3 separate regions of the Gossypium hirsutum genome follow, and all the other regions are linked to region 1. The links are chromatin contacts, called in public Hi-C maps. All regions are on one chromosome and are shown on one strand. Each heading gives the region's core, a stretch centred on a gene start, on an enhancer-like site or on the middle of the called end of the contact. The rest is flanking DNA. Distances are from core to core; before and after follow the strand shown. Region 1 holds the start of LOC107893631 (40S ribosomal protein S21). Region 2 holds the start of LOC107893639 (serine/arginine-rich splicing factor SR30). Region 3 holds the start of LOC107893637 (membrane-bound transcription factor site-2 protease homolog).

Region 1 (4,343 bases), core at 1,212-3,711:
AAGATCGGCCCCACCTATAACTCATCTCATGTTTGCTGATGACTGTATCCTGTTCGGAGAGATAACAAACCAGGGGGTTAATGTGCTGAAAGAAATTCTTGGGGAGTATGAGTCTTGTTCGGGGCAGTGCGTTAATTATGAAAAATCTACGGCTTTTTTCAACACAAATGTGAAGGATCAGGATAAGAGTAGGGTGTTTCGGGTTCTTAATGTTCGTTGTTCGACCGATCTGGAGAGATATCATGGACTTCCCAACATGGTGGGTTGTAAGAAGAAAATGGCTTTTCAAAATTTGAAATATCGTTTGAAGCAGAAAATCAACAACTAGAGTATTAGACACATTTCACACGGAGGTCGAGAGGTTTTTATCAAGGCTATTTTACAGTCTATTCCCACCTATTCGATGGCTTGTTTCCTTTTACCAAAATTGTTTTGTGTGGAACTGGAAAACATAATGGGCTCATTTTGGTGGAGGAATAATCATAGCAAGCAGTGGATGCATTGGTGTGATTGGAAATCCTTATGTGCGCCTAAAGAGGATGGTGGTATGGGATTTCGTCATTTGAGTTCTTTTAATACTGCTTTATTGGCTAAACAAGGTTGGCGTCGTTAAGTAATCCTAATTCTTTACTAACGCGTACTTTGAAAGCCAGATATTTTAAAGATAGTGATTTCTTGAACTCTAGTTTGGGGAGGTCACCTTCTTTTACCTAGCAGAGTATCTGGGCCGCGAGGGGCCTCCTCTTGAAGGGTTTGGATTGGCGGATTGGGAATGGTTAGAAAGTTTCTATTTGGGATGATGTTTGGATACTTGGAGATGATCAACTCAGAATTCAGAATATGAATAATAATTAGAGTCTCATCGAAGTTGCGGATCTTATTGATGCAAGTTCTAAAAAATAGAAGTCTGATCTGATCAGTTTTACCTTTGAGGAACAGATTACAAAAAGGATCCTCTGTATTCCTCTTCCTTTGTTTGAGCATGAAGACTCTCTTGTTTGGCGGGGTGAGTTGTCAGGCGAATACTTGGTCCGAAGTGGTCACTGACTTCTTTTACAAGAAGGTCGGGATCAATTACATACAAATCACAAGCAAATTTACAAAAAATTATGGAAAATGAATCTACCCCCTAAAATTAAAATTACAATCTGGAGATTCCTATGTAACTATCTGCCTCGTTTTAGTAATCTTCATTATCGCAGAATGATTGCTTCCCCCATGTGTAGAAGGTGTCAAACAGGAGCTGAAATGAGGGAGCATATTTTCTGGGAATGTCCTCCTGCAAAAGATACATGAGAGCAGTTACATATGGCATGGGCTAGCTCGGATGACAATTCAGAATTTACAGTTTGGCTGAAAAATACCTTTGAGACTAGATCCATGGCTTTGTGTAAAATGACTGTATGCGCTTTATAGGCGTTATGGACGTCTCGGAACAAATTTATTCATGAGGGGGAAAACCAAACAGGCGTTCAGATTGCAAGTTTTGTGCAAATTTATTTAAAGGAACTTGATGATCTAAAAAGTGCTATACTTGAAAGATGGATCTGTGTGGACAGATGGACTGCTCCGATGGGATCGAGATTGAAAGTGAACTTTGACGCAACTTTCAACAATCACAACAAAGAGTCATGCTCTAGGTTAGTGATTCGTAACAGTACAGTAGAGGTTATCTGTTGTAAAACGAAAATGAACTTGAACATACCGTCTGTTTTTTCCGCAGAAGCAGTAGCGTGTTTTTAGGCACTGAAGCTGGGGTTACAACTTGGGTTGAGGGCGATTGAGGTTGAAGGTAATTCTCGAACGATCATTCGGAAGCTGCAAGAGGAAAAGGAGGACAGATCTAAAATTTCTGTGTATATCAAAGATGCTCAGTATCTCAGCTGTCAATTTAATCATTGTGTTTTTCTTTTCACAAACAGGGAGGCTAACAGAGTTGCCCATTGTTTAGCACAAGAAGGACTCAAGAAAAGAGAATCTACTTACTTAACAAATCTAATATCTCCTGGTGCGGTGGAGGCGATAGCTGAAGACAGGAGGCAGATGGAGGTAGTGGGTGAGGATAGGGGAAGAAGAAATGAAGGGTCTAGAGAAAGTGTTCTGGAATTTTGATTTTGCTGAGTTTCAATGGGTTTTGATCTTTCAATGTGCATCGGGGTAATGAATAGGTTTGATAGGATTGATATGATGGGTAATTAAGTATCTGATGGTTTTTGCTTCCCCAAGCGGTTCTTGCTAATTTTTTCAAAAGGGGTTTTAATTATTGGAGTACAGCTGAAGAAGACGTCTCTAGAGCTCCCCTTTTTTTGCCGTTTGCTGGATCTTGTTGTTGGGCTGTTTTTTCTGTTTTTGTTTTTGATTCTTTTGGTTTTGGCTTTTGTGGGCTTAGTCTTTGTTTGTATGTTTTGGACTAGTCTATTATGACCCATGTCATTTTGGCTTTGCATTTTGTGTTGGCCTTCTGTAATAAAATCCAGCTAATTTTCTTAAAAAAATAATTATCATGTTTTAAATAAATAAACCCAGCCCTAGCAGTTTTCGCGTCTTCAGCCGCTTTCCTTTATTATCTTACAGGTAGTATACCTTTCTGTGTCTCTGGGTTTCATAGTTCTAATTTTATTTTGGTGTTTTAATCTTCATACGTTTGAATTTTTTTCCCTTTTGAAATGTTTAAATATGCTTGGCAATTTTTTTTCCCAGAAATTATAATTTAAATCAGGATTTGGGTTTTCTATAAAATGTTTGTTCATAATTTATTTGCAGGGGATCGAACTTGAAGTTCAAATATAGTTTCAGCTTTGCGTTTCTTCATCAGTTAAGCAGTCTGAAAAGATGCAGAACGAAGAGGGGCAAAACATGGATCTTTATATCCCCAGGAAATGGTTTTTAATTTGCTTCACTCATGTTTCTTTCTCACAATTTTTGTCTATATTGTAATGCTCATTTGTACTTTTGTTGTTGCAGTTCCGCCACTAACAGGCTTATAACCTCCAAGGATCATGCATCCGTTCAGATTAACGTTGGGCACTTGGATGAGCTTGGCAGATACACTGGCACATTCTCCACTTTTGCTCTTTGTGGCTTTGTTCGAGCCCAGGTTCGTTTTGGTTCTTTACTAACCTCTGTTGGATATTTTGGGCTGCTTCAGTCCTATGTTACTGGTGTCTGATAAGTGAATGTTTAATTTAATTTCTTTTTTATTTGGAGGATTCTTGAAGGGTCATTTCACTGCATTCTCAGGTTTGCATTAATTACATGTTTAAAATTCTGATCATGCTTAAAAAGATTAATCTTGCAACTTGCTTTGTTAGTAATGAGCTTCTAGTTACGTTGTCAAGTTAAAGACTCTGAATGTTTGAGATGCATTTGAAGTGTCAATTGCGATCCATTTACTTTGCAAGGGAAAACATTGGGTTTATTAGCATATTTTGGATGCAATGTGTAAAGACCTGGAGTATGCAATGTGGGGTGTGTCCGGCTGCCTGTAGATTGGCACAAGGTCCTAGTATAGACACAGTTACAGGGTTGTTCATTTTGAATGTTTTTAACTTATACCTTCTGCTCTGCTCTGGTAGTACATTTAGAGAAATAAACTTTGGTTTTAAGAACATTCTGAATTGAAATACCACAGCTAAAACTCCATGCTTAAAGACCTGATGCAATATATCGTAGGAAAGCAAGCCTGGTTGCTTGTAGACTGACAGGTTCCTGGTAGACCCAATTACAAAGTTGTTCATTGTATAAAAGTTGGATTCTATTAATAAGAAGTTTTATTTTGTTGCCTCAGTTCTTTTTCAAGATATTGAGTTGCATCTGATTTTGGCTGCTAATTAGTTTGTTCTACTTTGCAGGGCGATGCCGATAGCGCACTCGACAGGCTTTGGCAGAAGAAGAAAGCCAAAGTCCGACAGTAGTCAGAAGACTTGTTGTTACTAGTTTGTTTCTTAACTGAGGAGAGGGAAAATGAGCTGTAGTTTCTTTTGGTGGATCATGTTAAAGTTGTTTTTTGCTGAATGGTTTATGTTTTGTGCTTAAATTGCTTGCATTATAGCCTAATATGTCTGTCTCACTTTGGGTTCTCCATTTTTGTTATCACTTTGTTTGCGGATTACCAAAACTTTTTGCGAGAGAGATTGGGGAGGAGGAGATTAGGAGCAGGTTGGCAAACGGGTGTAGTCGGGTACCATTGTTTTCAAATTTGGATTATTTTGGATTTAGTTTAGTTTGAGTTCGGATATTTTTAGAGTCGAATAATTTCGAATTTGACTTGTTTTAAGGTGAGCAATTTTATAAATATTCAATTAGTTTTAAAGTTTTACTAGTTATAAAATCTTTTTATTTCA
Region 2 (4,343 bases), core at 763-3,262, 310 kb before region 1:
TTTTTCTTAAATTGATCTTTCAATTCAATCTCATATTATCATGATTTGATAACAATTGTACGTAATAATAATACATTATATCATTTCTAATTTAATAATTGATCATTGTCAACTAACCATATAAACATACCTCGTTCGCTGAAATAATTAATTAAGTCGACTAACCCAACACTTTGTTTTCCCTCGTTCTTTGTCCAGATATCGTCTCTCCCAATCTATAAAATAACAAATTTTACTTATTTAGTCATCAATTTATACAATTTAGTCCAAAAATTCACATTAGGACAACTTTACACTTTTGCCCCTAATGTTTCACATTCTTGCAATTTAGTACCTATCACATAAAAGTGCAAAATTCATGAAATTAAACACAACCCAAGCTTAGCCGAATTTTTATAATTATTGCTAGCTGCCCATAAAACATACTTTGGCAAATTTACAGTTTTGCCCCTAAGCTTTCACAAAATTATGATTTTGCCCCTAGGCCCGTAAAACGATTTTCATCGAATTTCCTCATTAACCAAGCCTAGCTGAAACTGATTTAAGCTTATAGAAACTCTCAATTTCAATTTTTCCACACATTTATCACCTATTTTATAACCTTTACAAAAAGGTCCATTTTAGGTGGTTTCATGAAAAAAATCCTTTCACAAAAGTTGTTAATTAAACAACCAAGATTCATTTTCTTTCATAAAAATTCAACAAAAAAAATGAGTATTCACGTGGCAAAACCCTAGACTCTCAACCATTTTATAAACTAGTCCCTCCATTAGTTAGCTTAAGCTACAAGGGTCATAAAGATACAAAAATTATCAAGAAAGACCTTCAAAAACACTTACTTGCAAGAGAACTAAGTGGCCGAAAGTTTGGGCTCTCAAAAGCCCTATGTTTGCAGCCATTTTCGGTGGATGAAGAAGAAAGATGAAAAGATGACAACATTTTTCCTTTTTGTTTTATTTTATTACTAAATAAGTCACCTAATGCCCACCAAATTTTGACTTTTCAATTTCTTTGTCTCCATGTTCAGCCACTAATTTTTATTGATCTATTTGCTCACTAAGGACCTCTAATTTAGTGTTTATAGCTATTTAACAACATTAGCTTGTAGAACAAATCTTTCGCACTTTATGCGATTTAGTCCTTTTTCGCAATTAAGCACAAAATAGCTAAAATTAATTCACCAAAATTTCCATACACTCATATAATCATGCTATAACACATAAAATAAAAAATAATTTCTCCGACTTCGGATTAATGGTTCCGACTAGGCCCAAAATTAGGGTGTTACATTATTTTTATTTATTGTAAATATATTTATAATATTATATATAAGTCTATAATTTAATTTTTTTAACAATCTCATTATAGGTTTTGATCATATCTACTCTTTTTAACACAATGCCTAGAACTATCCATAGTCTCTCCTCAACCCACAAATAGGAGGATAATGCGCGTCAGCGTACTCGAATCCACATCCACCTGTATTGACAATAATGTCCATGACAATCGAACTAAGATTTAATCGACAAATATATAATTTAAATTGAATCCAACCTAATAATTGAATAACCTAATTCCAAATAATCTACCCCATCCAATCCAAAAAATTGAGTTAATTAACTTAACCAATTGAACCAATCAATAATAAGTGGATTTGATTAGGTCAGTTGACATAGAGATGTCAAAGGTTGATGAGTTAAGTGTATTATATATAAAAAAATCCATCGACTTGAGCGATTACAACTATTCTTTTACTTGACTTATGTTCTTAACAAGGTTGGGTGATAGCAAGAGTTGTAGTTAGCCAATAAAGTAGGTTTTAAATTAGTATTCAAAAATCAAATTAAATTTTGCTAATATATGATGAGCAAAAAAAGTATTAACCCAAGGTTTAATTAGTTATGGTAACCAAATATTCGTTTTTGTCTTGATAATTCTCATAATAACGGGATTTTTTTTGTACATAATAAAAGATAAAAAGGGAAAGATATTTTGAGTTTTGAAGCATATTTCGCTAGTCACTCCATTAGTAGCCTCCTTGAATAAAGATTCATGCTTATGTATTCCAATCCTCCTCAAAGATTTCTAAATAAACAATCTTTCTCCAGACCACAACTGCTCCTACTTAAGAATTCTCATAATGTCAACAACTCAAACGCTTCCATGAAGCAACCATAAAACTCATTCTGTACTCCATTTTCTTGAAGATGTCCTTATTTCTTGTATACAAACTTTTTACTTCTTCAAATTTGATATAAGCCACTAAAAAAATCTAATACAAAAGTGATTTTAGAAGAAAATGATCCATTTTATTACATATTTTAAACTTACAAACCAAATTTCCGTATAGCAAAATAATCACAACAGGCTCAAAACACGTCTGATACTTCCAGGAAGGAGGGGGTAAAACCGTAAAGCAGCTTCAACTGGAAATTTCAAAAAAGAAAGAAATCAAACACCAACACGTGACAAACCATTGCATAGGGTTAAGTTGAAAAGATTCATGTTTTGTCTTTTTTAATTTTCATCGTTTCAAAGCCACCCACGAAGCCCTTCTTCTATAACCTTCCAGAATTATCTATCATCTAAATCCCTACAACCCGACCTTTTCTCTGTATTCTCTGTTCTTCAAATTTTCTTCGAAATTTTCCTATGTCTTGGATGAACCTGTTTATCACTGAAACCGCCATTTTTTTTTGTTACTTGCCTTTTTTGTATTTCTAGATTAAGATTGGGTATTGTTTCAGGGAAAAATGGGCCGTTCAAGCCGCACGCTCTATGTGGGCAATCTGCCTGGGGATACTCGTATGAGGGAAGTTGAAGATTTATTTTACAAGGTTTTCTTTTCCCTTGTTATTCTTAAATCATCATCTATGTTCATTCTTGCAGTATTTTACTAAATAGTTTCAAAAGTTGCTCTAATGTGACCTATTTTTATAGTTTTAACTTTGGGTAGTGGAGATATGGCATAACTAGCTGTGTGAAAAAAAAAAAAAGAAAAGAAAAAAGAGGAAGAAATAATTTTGTTGGATTAATCAATTTTGGGTTTCCAAATTACTGTTTAACGCATTGCTTTATCTTGTTTTGGAGGTTTGCCGCTTGCTTAGTATTTTATGTTTTTATATTGCAGTATGGACCCATTGTTGATATTGACTTGAAGATCCCACCAAGGCCCCCTGGTTATGCATTTGTTGAGGTGAGTTTTAATATTTTGTGATTTGAGGCAAAGAATAATAGGAAATCAGTTTTTAGGTTTCAGTAATCTAACAATTGCATATTGCAGTTTGAGGATCCTCGTGATGCTGAAGATGCAATTCGTGGTCGAGATGGTTATAACTTTGATGGGAATCGTCTAAGGGTTTGTAGCTAATCTTGTTTAGTTCATATATATTAGTTTTATAGCTTTCTGCCTGCCTGATAATGGTTATGATTCTTTATTTTTAGGTTGAACTTGCTCATGGTGGGCGAAGACCTTCTTCATCTGTGGATCGTTATAGTAGTTACAGTGGTAGCAGTAGCCGTGGGCCTTCCAGGCGCTCTGACTATCGTGGTATGTATAGTTTTCCAAATCATCTTTGTAGTTTGGCAAACTGCTGCTGTGTTCTAACCTCATAATCCCTTTATATGCAGTTTTGGTGACTGGTTTACCTTCTTCTGCTTCATGGCAAGACCTAAAGGTGAGTGTTATAACTATTGCTTGTTCTTTACTACTCAATTCCTTTTCTATGCATGTAATTTTTCCTTGATTGTTGCCTTTTTTCATGGCTTTGATCTACATATGTGTAAGTATATGGAAAACGATGATAAATACTAATTATTAAATTAGTTGAAGTTGTGACATGGTCTATGCATCAAGGTTTTTGAAATGCATAAAAGTGTGTTTTCCGTTTTAAATGATTTTTTGTTTTATGACCAGGATCACATGCGAAAAGCTGGGGATGTCTGTTTCTCTCAAGTGTTTCGTGATCGTGGAGGTTAGAATCCTTATCATGCTCCTTAACGCATAAGGACTTCATTCCATAACCATAGGATGAAATAGCTTAGATTCCTCTGGGATTTATGTATTGCTTATCAACATGATGCATTGCAAGTTTGCTCCTGCACATGATTTGCTTCTTGTTTACATTTGTTTGACAGTTATCTTGAGGAAAAAATTATTTGACTTTTATATTAATGTTATTGCGTTTTCTTTGCAGGCATGACAGGGATTGTAGATTACACGAACTATGATGATATGAAATATGCTGTAAGCCACTGTTCTTTAACTTTGTGGACTTTTTAAGTTTTAACTTGTTTACATGGAGTTGGTATTTGTGTATACTTTAACCTAAAAGGCTATACTT
Region 3 (4,343 bases), core at 885-3,384, 280 kb before region 1:
CATCAAATCTGGAAACTGAACCGGACTTAAGCAAGACTCATCCTGCAGGCATTAAAAAACAAGGTTGTGATCAATGATATATTATTAGCATCATCTTGAAGCAAGTTCGAGAAAAAGGATAATGGCTAATTTATGCTTCCAAAGAATCTACCTCGGAACACATACAACTGCTTCCATTTTTCTTTACTTTTCCCCGTCCATTACATTTTTCGAGATTGACAATATCCTTTGTATTCAAACAGAGTGCATTTTCCTTTCTTCCAAGATCAACATCTTCACCATCCATATCTACTGACTTACTTGGATCAAAGCAGTAAATTTTCACAAATGCCGTGAAATCTTCAGGGCAAACAGATTGGTTTTTGGCCAATTGAACATTCTTGCCATCTTCCAACAAGGCATTAGGCACGCAGTACCCCTTTCTGCTATCTACAGCACCAAAACCTTTAAAGTAATGGGAATCACTTGAATTGTGAAGTATCTTTTTATCTAGTAGAGCAGTCATCTCTATCCAATCTTGCATGCTATGGATGGCTGCACCATCCAATGACGCTATTGCATCCCCAGGAGACAAAAACTCAGATAACGGTGATGCTACTTCCAAGATCTATTCAAGACGGGAAAAAGATAAAACAAGACAATCTCATCAACATGCTTTAACTGAATAAAACAAAATGAAATATGTAAATACTTGCAGCGCAGTACCAAAGGGCTCTCGGCATGCATGTAAAAGGGAAACAGGATCACGGGCCGCAGGAACAACAACAACCCACAAAGTGCACAGAACTACAAGAGGGACAAAAGTAAAAGTTAGAGGTGAACTAGATTAAGCTGTGTTTGACCATTACAGTAAAATTGTGGAACTCCAATTCCCATCACAATGACAATGCTATATGTAAACAGATTCAAAATTTCAGTTTTGCACCATGGTTTGACAAACCAACGTGTTTCTGTACCCAACTACAATGCTAAACTCAGCTTAAGCCAACCAAGAACTCACCCAAACATGATACATCTACATTATGCTATGCAGGTACAAAATTTCAGCTTTGCAGCCCAACTACAATGCTTACCTAAGCCTAATCCGATCAAGAACTCATGTAAACGTTAAATACCGATCACAAAATTTTGAGTTTACTACTGCATGTGGAAATACATAAACGGATTCCTAATTGCAGCACCATGGTCTGACAAACCAAAGTGTTCTGCAAATCCAGCTACAACGCTAAGGCCTAAGCCGATAAAAAAATCATCCAAACACGAAAGACTGATTATAAATGTGTGAGATTACCACTGCATTATGCCAAATACCAGCACAATATACGCGAAGAGAGGTTAATCGAGGCAATGCCTGCAGCAAATCATAATCAAAAGCAACTAGAGCACCAGGGAATAGAACCGCAATAAAAACTGCAATGTACTCCAATTGAATTCCCTCACTGCTTTTTCACCTATCGCAACAAACATGAGAAAAACCTGACCTTGAAGCTCAAAATTCAACTTAAAACATCAATGTTGTTTCCAATGCAATCAATTAAATAGAAGTTGACCTTGCAAGGGCGATAGCGTGGCCAAATTCATGGACGGAAACGGAGACCAAAGTGGAGATGAACAAATATCCGGCATCCGACATTGAGATTCTTAAAGAAGGGGAAAAGCCGAACAAAAGGGAGCTGAAAAGGTTGCTTAACCGCGTGTCGGAGCTAAGGAATAGTTGCCAGATAAGAATCCAAGTGACTCCGATGAGTGCCGTTAGGCCGAAACCAGTGCCAATGGAAAACCAGAGTTTAAGAATCATGTTGTGCTTTCGGCCGAACCGGAAGAGAGGTTCGTTGAGGGCGTAGATTTTGAGGTCGCAGTACCAGCAGGAAATGGCGTTGACGGTAGCCATCACGCGGTGGATTAGAGGAGGAGAAGCACGAAGAGGGAGGCGGGCTGCTCCATGCCTTCTTGCTCGGTTCAATCTCATAGCTCAGATTCCGACCGTACACTTCTCCGTTATTCCTCCTTTGACATATGTTTGGCGGCGGCGGCTGTTAGTAGGGTTTCTTTTTTCCCTCAAACTGATTCAGTTAATGAGACAAAAAAGTGTGTAAATCGCGGTAAATTGGTAATAGATAATAGAACCGGACGCGACTAGTGGTGTAAACGAGCGATGGTTGGATTCGAGCCGAGCTTTGTTATTATATTAATGTATTTTATTTTTCTTTGGTTATTATATGAATGTGAGTTTAAAATTTTATCAAATTTACATATATTTGTTTATGATTAACTTAATCTATTTTAAACATATTCATACTGAATTATGTTATTTTTAAAAAATTTTAAAATATATTTTTATTTAATATCTAATAATTTTATTTATTAAAATTTTATGTATAATCTTCTTTAACATTTTTCATAGTATAGTATATTATTATAAAATTAATTTTTATGTATTATAAATTATATAATATATAAAAATATTATAAATTTTAAAAAAATGACAGAACTAGAGTTGAGCTCAATTTTTTTTTTATCTAAACCTTCTTAAATCTTAAATTTTGAGTACATCTTTGAAGTTGAGGACGCACATAACTTCAATTATTCAGAGCTTGGCTTTCCTTAATTCTAAGTGCATGTAATATTTATTTGGGTAACTTATTTGGTTGGTCACCTAAATTTTAAAGTATTTTCATTTTAGTCACTTAAAAATATATCCTTACAATTTTGTCATCTTCATTAAAGACTCTTTTATTTTAGTCGCACAGACATTAAATCTCTACTAACAGTTAATAATACATGCCACATGATGTTTACTCTTTCATTTTGGTCATTCCAAAAATATTTTTTTTTTAAATATTGATATGGGTAAAAAAATTAAGGATTAAAGTAAAAAAGAGATAGAAACTAAAATAATGCATTAAAAATTGTTTCCCCCTTACTAAAAGTTATAATTTTTTTCAATATTGAAAATTTAAATTTTAAAACATCAAAATCAATTAAATAAATTGTTAAATTTAATTAATTTAATCTCCTTCTAAAATTTTAAATTTTATTTTTATATTTGTAAATCATCATTAACTAAAACAACTCACATAACTCATATTTAATCTACAAAATCCAAATATCTTTTGATTATTTGATATTGAATCTTCCATACTAAACTAAAAGCAAATAAAAAATTCCTTATAGTTCATTAATTTTATCTTCTATACCAAACAAAATCCATAATTTTGTCCATCACTTCTTTACCAAAATGAAGAATAAGCATTTAATTTAATTGATTTCAAGGATTTTCTTTCTTTGTTTTTAGTTTAATGTGGGAAATTCAGAATCATATAATTAAAAGAAAATTGGGTTTCGTAGATTAAACTAATTTGTATTCTCTTGCGATGCATGGGTCAACTGTGTATATTAAATTTGTAATAATTTTATAATATTAGTTTTTTGTTTTACAAATTTTAATGAATTTCTTTAAAAAACCATTAATGAATTGAAAATGTAATGTAATTACAAAATATTTTTAAAAATATTTAAATAATTTAAATAATTTATATTAATGTTATTTAATTTTAAAAACATTTAATATTAAAATAATACAAAAATTCATCATGGATTGAATATTAATATATTATAATTTAAATAATTATTAATAATTTCTTACAAGTTATTTCTTTTATATATTGTTAAATAAAAATATTTAATATTTCATTTTTTTGTAATTTTATATTTATCTTTACTCTACTTTAATTGATAAATATAATTAACTCTTATTATATTTGAAATAAATATATAAATTTAATTTGATAAATATTACTAATACGTGCCTTTTTAAAAATTATTTTTTCAAATGTTGGGGATAAACCCGTGTAAGCAGCGAACAAGAAAAATAACAAAAAATTTGAAAAAGATCAAACACACAAATATTACGTGGAAAAAACCTATCTGAAGAGGATAAAAAACTATAGGCAAAGATGATTTCACTAAATCAGCAAAAACAAATAGTACAAAGATGGAGGTAAAAACTAAATCCTGAAACTCGAAAATAAGAGCCCTCAAAACTTAAACACAAAATCCCTTGAAAGCTTGTAAAAGCTAATACTGAAATGTTATGGGTTAATCTTTCTAGGGTAGAAAATGATTTATTTATAGGCTAAATTCGTAGGTCAAATAATCTTAAAATAATATACACTAATTAGAGTTCGACTAAGACAAATAATCAGAATTTGACTGGAAGAAGAAAATAGAGAAAATTGCATGACACGTCGCCACGTCCTCTATCGTGTCGTTGCGACGTTGTTTCTGCTTCTTCCCTGTTTCGTTGTCGTGATATCGCATGGCTCCTCGTTGTGAAGTCGCTC

What was found. A called contact is a pair of places that touch in the nucleus more often than the background predicts.
Region 2: a Hi-C map of leaf shows a contact between it and region 1, with 2.7 times the contacts expected there. The contact joins the promoter of LOC107893639 here to the promoter of LOC107893631 in region 1. A contact is called at or near these places in 9 of 34 Hi-C or Micro-C datasets (callus, hypocotyl, leaf and 1 more).
Region 3: a contact with region 1 is called in a Hi-C map of leaf, with 2.2 times the contacts expected there. The contact joins the promoter of LOC107893637 here to the promoter of LOC107893631 in region 1. A contact is called at or near these places in 2 of 34 Hi-C or Micro-C datasets (both in leaf).

Annotation. Positions count from the first base shown.
Region 1 is chrA13:77,004,605-77,008,947 of Gossypium_hirsutum_v2.1, reverse strand. It overlaps LOC107893631 (40S ribosomal protein S21), which reads left to right and starts at 2,461. Exons shown (of 4, transcript XM_016818671.2): 1 at 2,461-2,574; 2 at 2,764-2,876; 3 at 2,965-3,097; 4 at 3,852-4,056. The coding sequence starts at 2,833. The coding sequence ends at 3,914.
Region 2 is chrA13:77,318,505-77,322,847 of Gossypium_hirsutum_v2.1, reverse strand. It overlaps LOC107893639 (serine/arginine-rich splicing factor SR30), which reads left to right and starts at 2,012. Exons shown (of 15, transcript XM_041085012.1): 1 at 2,012-2,837; 2 at 3,131-3,196; 3 at 3,284-3,358; 4 at 3,445-3,550; 5 at 3,631-3,677; 6 at 3,917-3,974; 7 at 4,197-4,246. The coding sequence starts at 2,754.
Region 3 is chrA13:77,279,740-77,284,082 of Gossypium_hirsutum_v2.1, reverse strand. It overlaps LOC107893637 (membrane-bound transcription factor site-2 protease homolog), which reads right to left and starts at 2,134. Exons shown (of 6, transcript XM_016818676.2): 1 at 1,551-2,134; 2 at 1,292-1,439; 3 at 706-786; 4 at 152-607; 5 at 1-42. The coding sequence starts at 1,969.